2 separate regions of the Mus musculus genome follow, and region 2 is linked to region 1. A link is a contact called in public Hi-C data. All regions are on one chromosome and are shown on one strand. Each heading gives the region's core, a stretch centred on a gene start, on an enhancer-like site or on the middle of the called end of the contact. The rest is flanking DNA. Distances are from core to core; before and after follow the strand shown.

What was found. Hi-C and Micro-C count contacts between places; a contact is called where the count stands out from the background.
Region 2: a contact with region 1 is called in a Hi-C map of the 63-12 cell line, with 2.0 times the contacts expected there. The contact joins two enhancer-like sites. A contact is called at or near these places in 2 of 15 datasets of contacts at CTCF or cohesin (large pre-B cells and pro-B cells), 10 of 484 Hi-C or Micro-C datasets (the 63-12 cell line, cerebellar granule neurons, cerebellum and 4 more) and 16 of 115 datasets of contacts at active chromatin or transcription factors (the 230-238 cell line, the SCID.adh cell line, VIP interneurons and 11 more).

Annotation. Positions count from the first base shown.
Region 1 is chr1:137,569,529-137,573,758 of GRCm38.p6, reverse strand. No RefSeq gene overlaps it. Among named protein-coding and RNA genes, the nearest start is that of Gm34306, 200 kb to the left of the region's middle. Within about 2 kb of position 2,383, at least 10 of the 459 cell types and tissues checked have an H3K27ac peak or open chromatin away from gene starts, as enhancers often do. A contact at or near this core is called in the 63-12 cell line, where this site is marked.
Region 2 is chr1:137,904,110-137,908,339 of GRCm38.p6, reverse strand. It overlaps Gm4258 (a long non-coding RNA gene), which reads right to left. Exons shown (of 3, transcript XR_003948014.1): 2 at 1-4,230. Among named protein-coding and RNA genes, the nearest start is that of Gm4258, 7.8 kb to the right of the region's middle. Within about 2 kb of position 2,114, at least 21 of the 459 cell types and tissues checked have an H3K27ac peak or open chromatin away from gene starts, as enhancers often do. A contact at or near this core is called in the 63-12 cell line, where this site is marked.

The sequences.
Region 1 (4,230 bases), core at 1,134-3,633:
ACTCTCCGGAGTGTATGGTTTTGATTAGCTGAAGGGTCTTCTGTTCCCGAATAAAATGCCTTTGATACGTTAGTAGTGAACTAAGGAGAATAGCAAATGCATCTGAGTAACTTCGTGGAATTTCTCTAGCCATGTTGTTTACATTTTGTCCAATTTAAATACATATGCTCTTTATTATTAGCATTCATTAAAATGATTTGGTAACCAGGAAGAAAATGAAGACCAAATAAATACATTAGGATGAAACAGATGATTATTGATAAAATGAATTATGTAGTGAAAATAATTTTCTTGATCCCTCTTTTTTTTTTAGTGTATTTTCTTTTTTTTTAATATTTTTTATTACGTATTTTCCTCAATTACATTTCCAATGCTTTCTTGACCCCTCTTTTCCCTAAATTTGACTCAGGGAGAGTAACTTGTAGAATTCCTGTAATACAGTCAGGTCATTCACACCGGAAGGAGAATTTTTTTTCTTCTTCTTCTGAAGATCAGAGATTCTTTCCAGGGGAAAGTAAATGAAAGATGACAGTATAAATCCTGAGTTTCTACCCAAAGAATTTATAGTTCATGGACTCTATGTCTTAAGCTGAACAAGAATCAAGGACAAGGGGGAGAACTTAGTGGTTAGTGACCCCAAAAAAGGAAGTCGGTGTGTGTGTGTGGGGGGGGGGGGTCAGGGGGCTTTCTTACTGCCCTAAAGCAGTAGTGTGAGTAGTTTCTTGTGAGTAATGATGGGTATGTTGGACTATTCCATCCTGACAAACAATAATAAAACCTCGTAAAGGACGCAAACTAAATCCCACACTTCTTTTGAATGCACCAATGTTGACTTGATATATCAAAAAACACTCAATTGCCTTATGGGATTACTTAATTGATTATTCCTACCAACCAAGACAGTTCTGGGGAGAGAAAAGGTTACATTTTTTCTGCTTCAATTATTTCTCCTCCAAATTTAGAGCCCTTTAACTGAAAGAGAGAAAAAAATCAAAGGCTGGAGATGGAGGAACCACAAGAATTCTTAAGGTTTCTTTGAACTGTTTTATCACTTCAGCAGTAAATTGGAGTAACCCCCTACTGTGATCTGCCCATAAGCTCAGCATTGACTCATCTCTGGATCCTTACAGTTTCCTTAACTTGCAGTGTCAGAGAACCCAGATCAAGGACATTTAAAAGCCCCTCCATCAAACGGGAAAAGGGTAGCTACATTGGAGACTCAGGCTTTGATTTCAACAGAGAAGAAATAATTTTTGGCTTCACTTTCAAGGAAAATTAAGAAGTTAAAACTGACAGAGACGGTGATACAGTATAAACACTTAAAAAACATTTAGAAGTTACAAAATTGCAACTTGGCAGGGCCAGCGTCTCTTTTACAATAGTTGGAGACATTTTGTAGGATTCCAAGTGGGCTGTGAAACAATATATTCCTGCTATTAATGTGTCATCTGGGAATGTTGGCTCTGAAGCTTCCCATATTGATTCTTGTTGACCCACGCTTCCATGCCTGCAAAGCAATCTAAAATGCACAGCAAAGCAAGCAACAGGAACACGATTTTCAGATATTCTCTCCAAGATGGAAAAAAGTCTCCTAAGACTGGAGAGAAAAACAGCAGCAGCCTGGCACTTCCCAATTCAGCTCCATCAAAGACCAAAAGGGAGGCTGTCCTGGGAGGAGTAGTAGCCAATAGGTTACAAAGGACTTGAGAGACTAAGGCCAGTGCCAGGAAAAATACAAGCTCGGGATGCTACATTGTACTTTATAGGGTCATAAAAGCTTTATACTGGAAAGTTCAAAGCCCTTAACAGACATTTCATTAGTCCTCCCTTGCTCCCATGAGGTAGACAGGTGGCAAGTATAATTATTGTCATTTTTATGAATGGGGAAAAAAATAAGACATGGAAGATTAAGCAACACGTTCAAAGGTCCATCAAAACACATGCATAGAAGATGCTGCTTGGCCCCTCCCTGTGGCTTCCTCAGATGTCTTGTGACCTTTCCCCCTTGCTGGTCTCCTATGATACTTCTCTTCAAAGCAACAGCCTTCAAAGATTTGGTTTATGACCTGAGATATGTTGTTTCTAAGACATAACTAAACAGCAGATGAGAACTAAGAAAAAATAAACAAAGTACTAGCTTAGGGTCCACACAACCGAATCATTCATTCATTGCTGCCTATATAAACCTATATCAAATTCATTCTACTGTCCAGAAAATACTCAGTTGGCTTTCTTAGTGACATTACTTCATTTTTGAGTTCTCGGGCACTTTCAGATCCAATAGTCTATATGTTGAAACAAACTCCCCACAACACTGCTAAATGTCTTCAGGGGGATGAGTCACATGACTGTGCAGTGCCAGAAAAGGTCTGACCTTCTCTTCCTCCAGCAGCTGGCAGGCAACCACCAGGCAGGGTTGCTGGAAAGGCTCACTGGCACTCCACCTCTCTGTCCTGAAAAGACATCTTTGCTTGGCATCTCTTTCAGTTAAAACGTTAAAAAAAAAAAAAAAAAGTAAAAACAAAAAGCCAAATGGTAATAACAAGCAAATGGAAAAAAGAAGCTAAAAATTACTAGAGAAGGGGAAAGTTTTCAACTTCTAAGAAGATATTAGAAAGTGGAAACATCACAGAATCTGTATTTGCCAATGGTGTTGTCCAAAAAGCAACTGAATTTATTATAGAAATAATAATCACCAAGTCAGTGATGACAGAAGACTATATACCAACATAAACATCGATAAGAATTCTTTATTATTTTTACTTTACCTTAGGCTCTCCACTACATGTCCTTGTGTAAAGCCATGCTCACTGAGTGTATTACCTCAGTTGTGAGTCTAATATGAGTTGACTTATTATTGTGAGACTAAGTGAAGCACACCACTTTGCCATGCCTTGTTTGTATAAGCATAAGCTCCAATAAATAATCACTTTGAATATTGGTAGAGTATTAAGAATTTAAGAAACCCTTGAAAAGTATTCATAATCTGCCACATACAGTGAATTTTAGACAGCAATATCATGTAGCCAAGTGCCTACATCTATAAGTACTTAAATCTCAGAGCTAAAAGCTAAATGCTTCGTTACGCCACAGGGATGATGTTATGGAGTTTGCTCTACCCAGAAATATGGAGTGCATTTTCTTATCTGCTAATACAAATGCACAAAATGGAAGACATTACACAGAAAGCTTGCTTTTAGATTCATTCCATAGGCCATTGGTTGCTTTCATATCAATAAACAGACATAGTTTTGTGTATGAAAGCCAGATTTCTCCTTTAGCATATGCTAAAATGAATACAGATTTCTAAACACTTGGACTTTATAGCTGGTTTCAGTCTGTTAGACGTCTGTAGAGTATGATGTTGATTTATTAATGATTTCCACATGGTTAAAAAATCCTTTCACATCTCACAACTGTACAAATAATTGTTGGATTGAAATATTTTTTTACCTAATTTCTCTGCATAAGATTTTGCTCACATTTTACTGCTTTAGAATTCACAATACTGGAGTTTACATTTTCTTCAAGAAAATGCATTTCCCCTGTGGGAGAGAAACTCAGCACTCATACACAAAGCAGCCGTGAAACAAATGGAACACTCTGCCGTAAAGAGACATGCTGAAATCGAATTTCCTGGTCTGATAGTGAATAACACCTACCTCGATGCTTAATAATCTTTTATAGTACTTTCTTTTTTTTTTTCTAATCAAATGCCTGTCAGTGTTCTTACACACTATGAACTAGCATATTACCAGTTTCAACACGTAATTCATGGCATAATCCGGGTTGTATTTATACCACCAAGTCTATTATTTATGATAAACATGGTTTTATTTCATGAATGACACAACTAAGAAGTGTCACAGATGGATGGCGGCAACGTTTCATTTTTAAGTCAAGCACAATGTGGAGAAGGCAGCATTTTTATTTCCTTCCTGTGCTCCCCTTCTTCTTGACCTTGCTAACCACACAGCCTTGTAAGTCATCTCTTTCCCGACTCCCCAGGGACCTCTCTTTATAAGAAAGACCACACTTTATAATCCTCTCCACCGTGAACGTGTCATCGGTAATAACGTGCTTAATTGTTTGTCATACTTCTCCTGAGTCCTATCTCTACTCCCACCGCATTTTTGCTTTGGTCTTTCATTTCCAAAGTTAACTTTTAGCCAGAATAAATGACCAAAAGAAGGATGGAATTATGTTATTTTAATTATATGTTATTAACAA
Region 2 (4,230 bases), core at 865-3,364, 330 kb before region 1:
CATTCCCCCCTCTTTGATTTTAAGATGAATTTTAAGTGGGCTAACTAGGAATTTTACATGTGATGTCTCATTTTTTAACAGCTTCTGACATATAATGGACTAAACTATGATAATGCAGATATGAAAGATGTGCAACCAACTAGAGGACAGGACTCTATTCTGCAGTCAGAGGAAAATCTGTGTGTTTCCCCCCTTAATTGTTTGGAATAAATAAAACAACATACTAAAATTTGTAAATCTTTGAAGTAGGAACATAAATCTAAATATTATTTTGCCATGAATTTCCTGTGTAGTTTGAAATAGTTTAAAATTAAAATGAAGTCTGCTCTATATTTTTCTAGCCATAAGGAAGATTTGTATATGACTACACCAATGAAATTTTAAAGTCGTTTTTAGTCAAAAATTAGAGATTTAATTTTGTTTAAACTTCAAAAATACATTTAAAGTAAGTGAACTTAGATCATGTAGAATGCTGCCTGCTAAGTAAAGACTGTTTTTTTCAAAAAAATAAAATACATTCTAAATCTTTTAAATATAGTTTTTAATACCTACCTAACTTTCTTTGTTTTATGTTTGAGTTTGGAGCCATCTCATGTTTCATCCAGGCAATTAATCATTAGATTTTAGACGCGTAAATCTGTCTGTTTCTCTTAAATTATCGACACTTATCAAATATGACATAAGCACATAACTATAATTTATAAAACTCTCATAGCTAAAAGTTTTCCAAAATGCTATTGTTTGGGATATATATATATATATATATATATATATATATATATATATATATATATCCTTTAGTTCCATGTTATAAAATAAAATTAATCTTTTAAGAGTAGGCAATGTAAAAGTATGTTTAGAGCATGTATATGTTTCAAAGAAATACCTAAACAAAAATATCTATACTTCCTACCAAGAGATGTGGTTTGGGTAGAAATAGCTATTTTAGATATCCTCACAAACATATTACAATTATACTGTAGTAATGTGTTTTAGATTCAGGTTGTAGTAATGTGTTTTAGATTCAGTTATACCTTAAAGAACGGCCATACTCACTGCTTATAAACTACAAAGGAAGTGTGTCTAAGTTTATAGAGCTTTGGAAAATGTTCCCATAACGACTGTGTATTTTTTAACATTCAGCATATTTTGCTCATTCAGGACTGGAAGTTTGCTCAGAGTGACCCATAATGTTCAAGCACTTGCACAAATGTTGCACCTGGAACAAAGAGGAGTGAAGGGGGCAAAGGTCAAAGCCAAGCCTTAATAAGCATCGACTAAACAGACTTCAGACTTAGTGAAAAGTCCAGACGCCCCCTGCAGCGTCATCTTACATCTGATTTTTCTCTTTTCAACATGGAGTATAATCCATAAATACCACCAAATCACTGGCAGCTTAGCCTCGGGTTTTAGTTTAGGGTTTTGTTTGTTTGTTTGTTTGTTTGTTTGGTTGGTTGGTTGGTTTTTTGTTTTTATCTTCTAGAGACTCCCCCCACCCCTTTGCAAAGATTTAAAAATTTAACCCTTTGCATCCCCCTATTAACCAATGAATGCCACGTTAGCTTACATCTGTAACCCTTTCCAGGACAAGAGGTGCCTTGAGTGTTTCCAAGGCAGAGTGCTGGCTGAGGGATTCCTATTTGCCTAAGACGTTTTGAATAACATTCTGATGAATGACTAATGGATCAAGACGATCAAACTTCACAGTCAGCAAAAAAGTGTGTCTTTCATGCATAGTCCACTGTGGTAGACTTAAATGGACACTTAGAGGATGGCCTAGTAGGTCATCAATGAGAGAAGCCCTTGGTCCTATGAAGGTTCTATGCCCAGTATAGGGAAATGCCAGGGCCAGGAAGTGGGAGTGGGTGGGTTGGGGAGCAGGGGGAGGGGATAGGGGATTTTCAGAGGGGAAACTAGAAAGGGGGATAGCATTGAAATGTAAATAAACAAAATATCTAATAAAAAATAAGAAATATAAAAAAATGTAACTTTATTTTGAAAAAACAAAAACAAAAAAACAAAACCTTAAAAGGAATTGCCTTTCTTCCACTTACTATCACAAAGAAGTTAAATTTGCATATGAGTTTCTATATGTGCATATGAGTGCTGAAAATGTCTAAATTTGGAGACTCTTCTAACTTCAGGTTAGGTGACACAGTCTGTCCTGATAATTTTATTGGCTTAATCTCATGGCTGCATGCTTTATTATCTCTCCTTTAACCTTTATTTTCTTTTAAACAATGCTTTTCCTCCAGGAAATATAGTTGGTCAAAGGGAGAACACAGAATAAACTGGGCATCCACCTTGAGCTTAGTAACTGAGAGAAGCCTTCCATTTGGAGGTGGGCTCACTGCAGGAGCTAGATGTGAGAGAAGCTGAGGCAAATTCAGTGGCTTGTTATTTACGACATTGCAGATTTTCAGAATGCCAGAGACATCTGCATGAGCCCCTATATTTATCCTCCCATCTATTCGTATAGCACCACTTCCTTTACAGCTAAGGATATAAAATTAGAAAACACAAGAGCGGACTGGTATGGGTATGATCCATAAGCCTCTCAATGAAAGATGAGGCTAACTGTCAGTGAGCACTAATGGCTGGGTGCACAGCATACTGGATGGGAGGCGTCTACTGTACAGGAAAGATTAAGCTGGAGAAGGCTCCTAAGCAAGAAAACCAGTACAAACAGTGTCCAGGGAGAGCTGAAGGGGGACCTGGGTTTCCACTGGATCTCAATCACAGAGTCATTGCTACGTTTCACAGGACAGGAAAGGGACACCGTGAGGGCAGACATTTTGTACAGCTGCAAAGATTCCGTAACTGTCCATAATTTTTCCTGGACTTTTTTTTTTTTAACCAAAATGAAAATTAGGATTCATGAAGCAAAATCAGAATGGGAATCTCAACCACAAACTTGCAAAAATGAAAACTACTAACACTCACTTAGCTTAATGAGATGTGGCGTTATTGTTGCATTAAATACTTTTAATCGGCCTTGACCCTCACAGAATCAAGACCTGCTTAGTAGCCAATGGTACTACAGAAAAGAGGAAAATAGAAGTAGCTGAGAACTATCACCCTTATTTAAAACTGTTTCTTGATTATTTAGTATGAATGATGAAGAATTTCAATCCCAATTTAATTTAATAATCCCCGTGATCCCATTCTCCATTATTTTCTATAGCCTGGCTCTGATTCATGATTAAATCAACTCCGTGGTTCTGATGGTAAAGATAAGCTGTAGCTAGTTATAAAGTAAAACATTAGATGGCACTTTACTCTCATTTCTATTGTTAGGTCATAGTTTTGATCTCGTAAGATTTTAAACATAGTCACACAGGGTAAGGCAGAATTGGGCAAATTGGAGCAGTGAACTCATATTTGTAATTGGCTTTTCCAATTTTAAGTCAATAAGAAAAATATTTAATATGAGAATAGCTCACATGCTTAAAGACATGATGACAGTCCTCGGTCTCATGTATGGAAGTACAAGTTTGACTCACAGAGAGTTACAGTAAGCTATCCGAACTTTAATTTTCCCAAAGTTTGTAAAAAATTGACTTCATGTACTAGTGGCTTAGACCACAACTTTCAGAACTGTAAATTCTAGCAGTCCATCTTGATATTTGTATAATTTTGACACAAAAATCCTAATGAACGTTACCATTCCTAAGATGTATAAATTTTCAAACATTTGCATGAACGTAGCTCATGACAAAGCATCTCTTTATTTGTCAATCTCTATATTTGTCAATATATTTGTTACATACTAGGCTGTCCCCCATCCCAAATAATGAGTATAACCTTGAATCCAGGGCCTGCACTGCTATAAAGCCTCTATAGGATTTTCCAGTGGCACCAATAATTGATATTTACTTTCTTAATTTCTGTCTGCTTTTAAAATGTGCACCACGAGTTCAACTTTTCTTCTAAGATTTTATGTCAAAATAATGTCAGTATCTCACAGTTTGCCATTCCAAAAACATACTTAGAACATAGTACTTTTAACTGTAAAAATGAATATAAAGATAATGATTTGAGTCAAGAATTTATCCAAAAGAGCGTCTGAGTATAGCTCAGTGGTCAAATCTGTGCTTAGCACACGTTAGGCCTTGGGTTCAAGCCTTAGCACCACAACATCCCTAAAATGAGCTTGACAACAACAAAAAAATTATGGGTGCCTACCAAAGTAGATACCCACTTTCAAAGCATATATAACTAACTTCATTG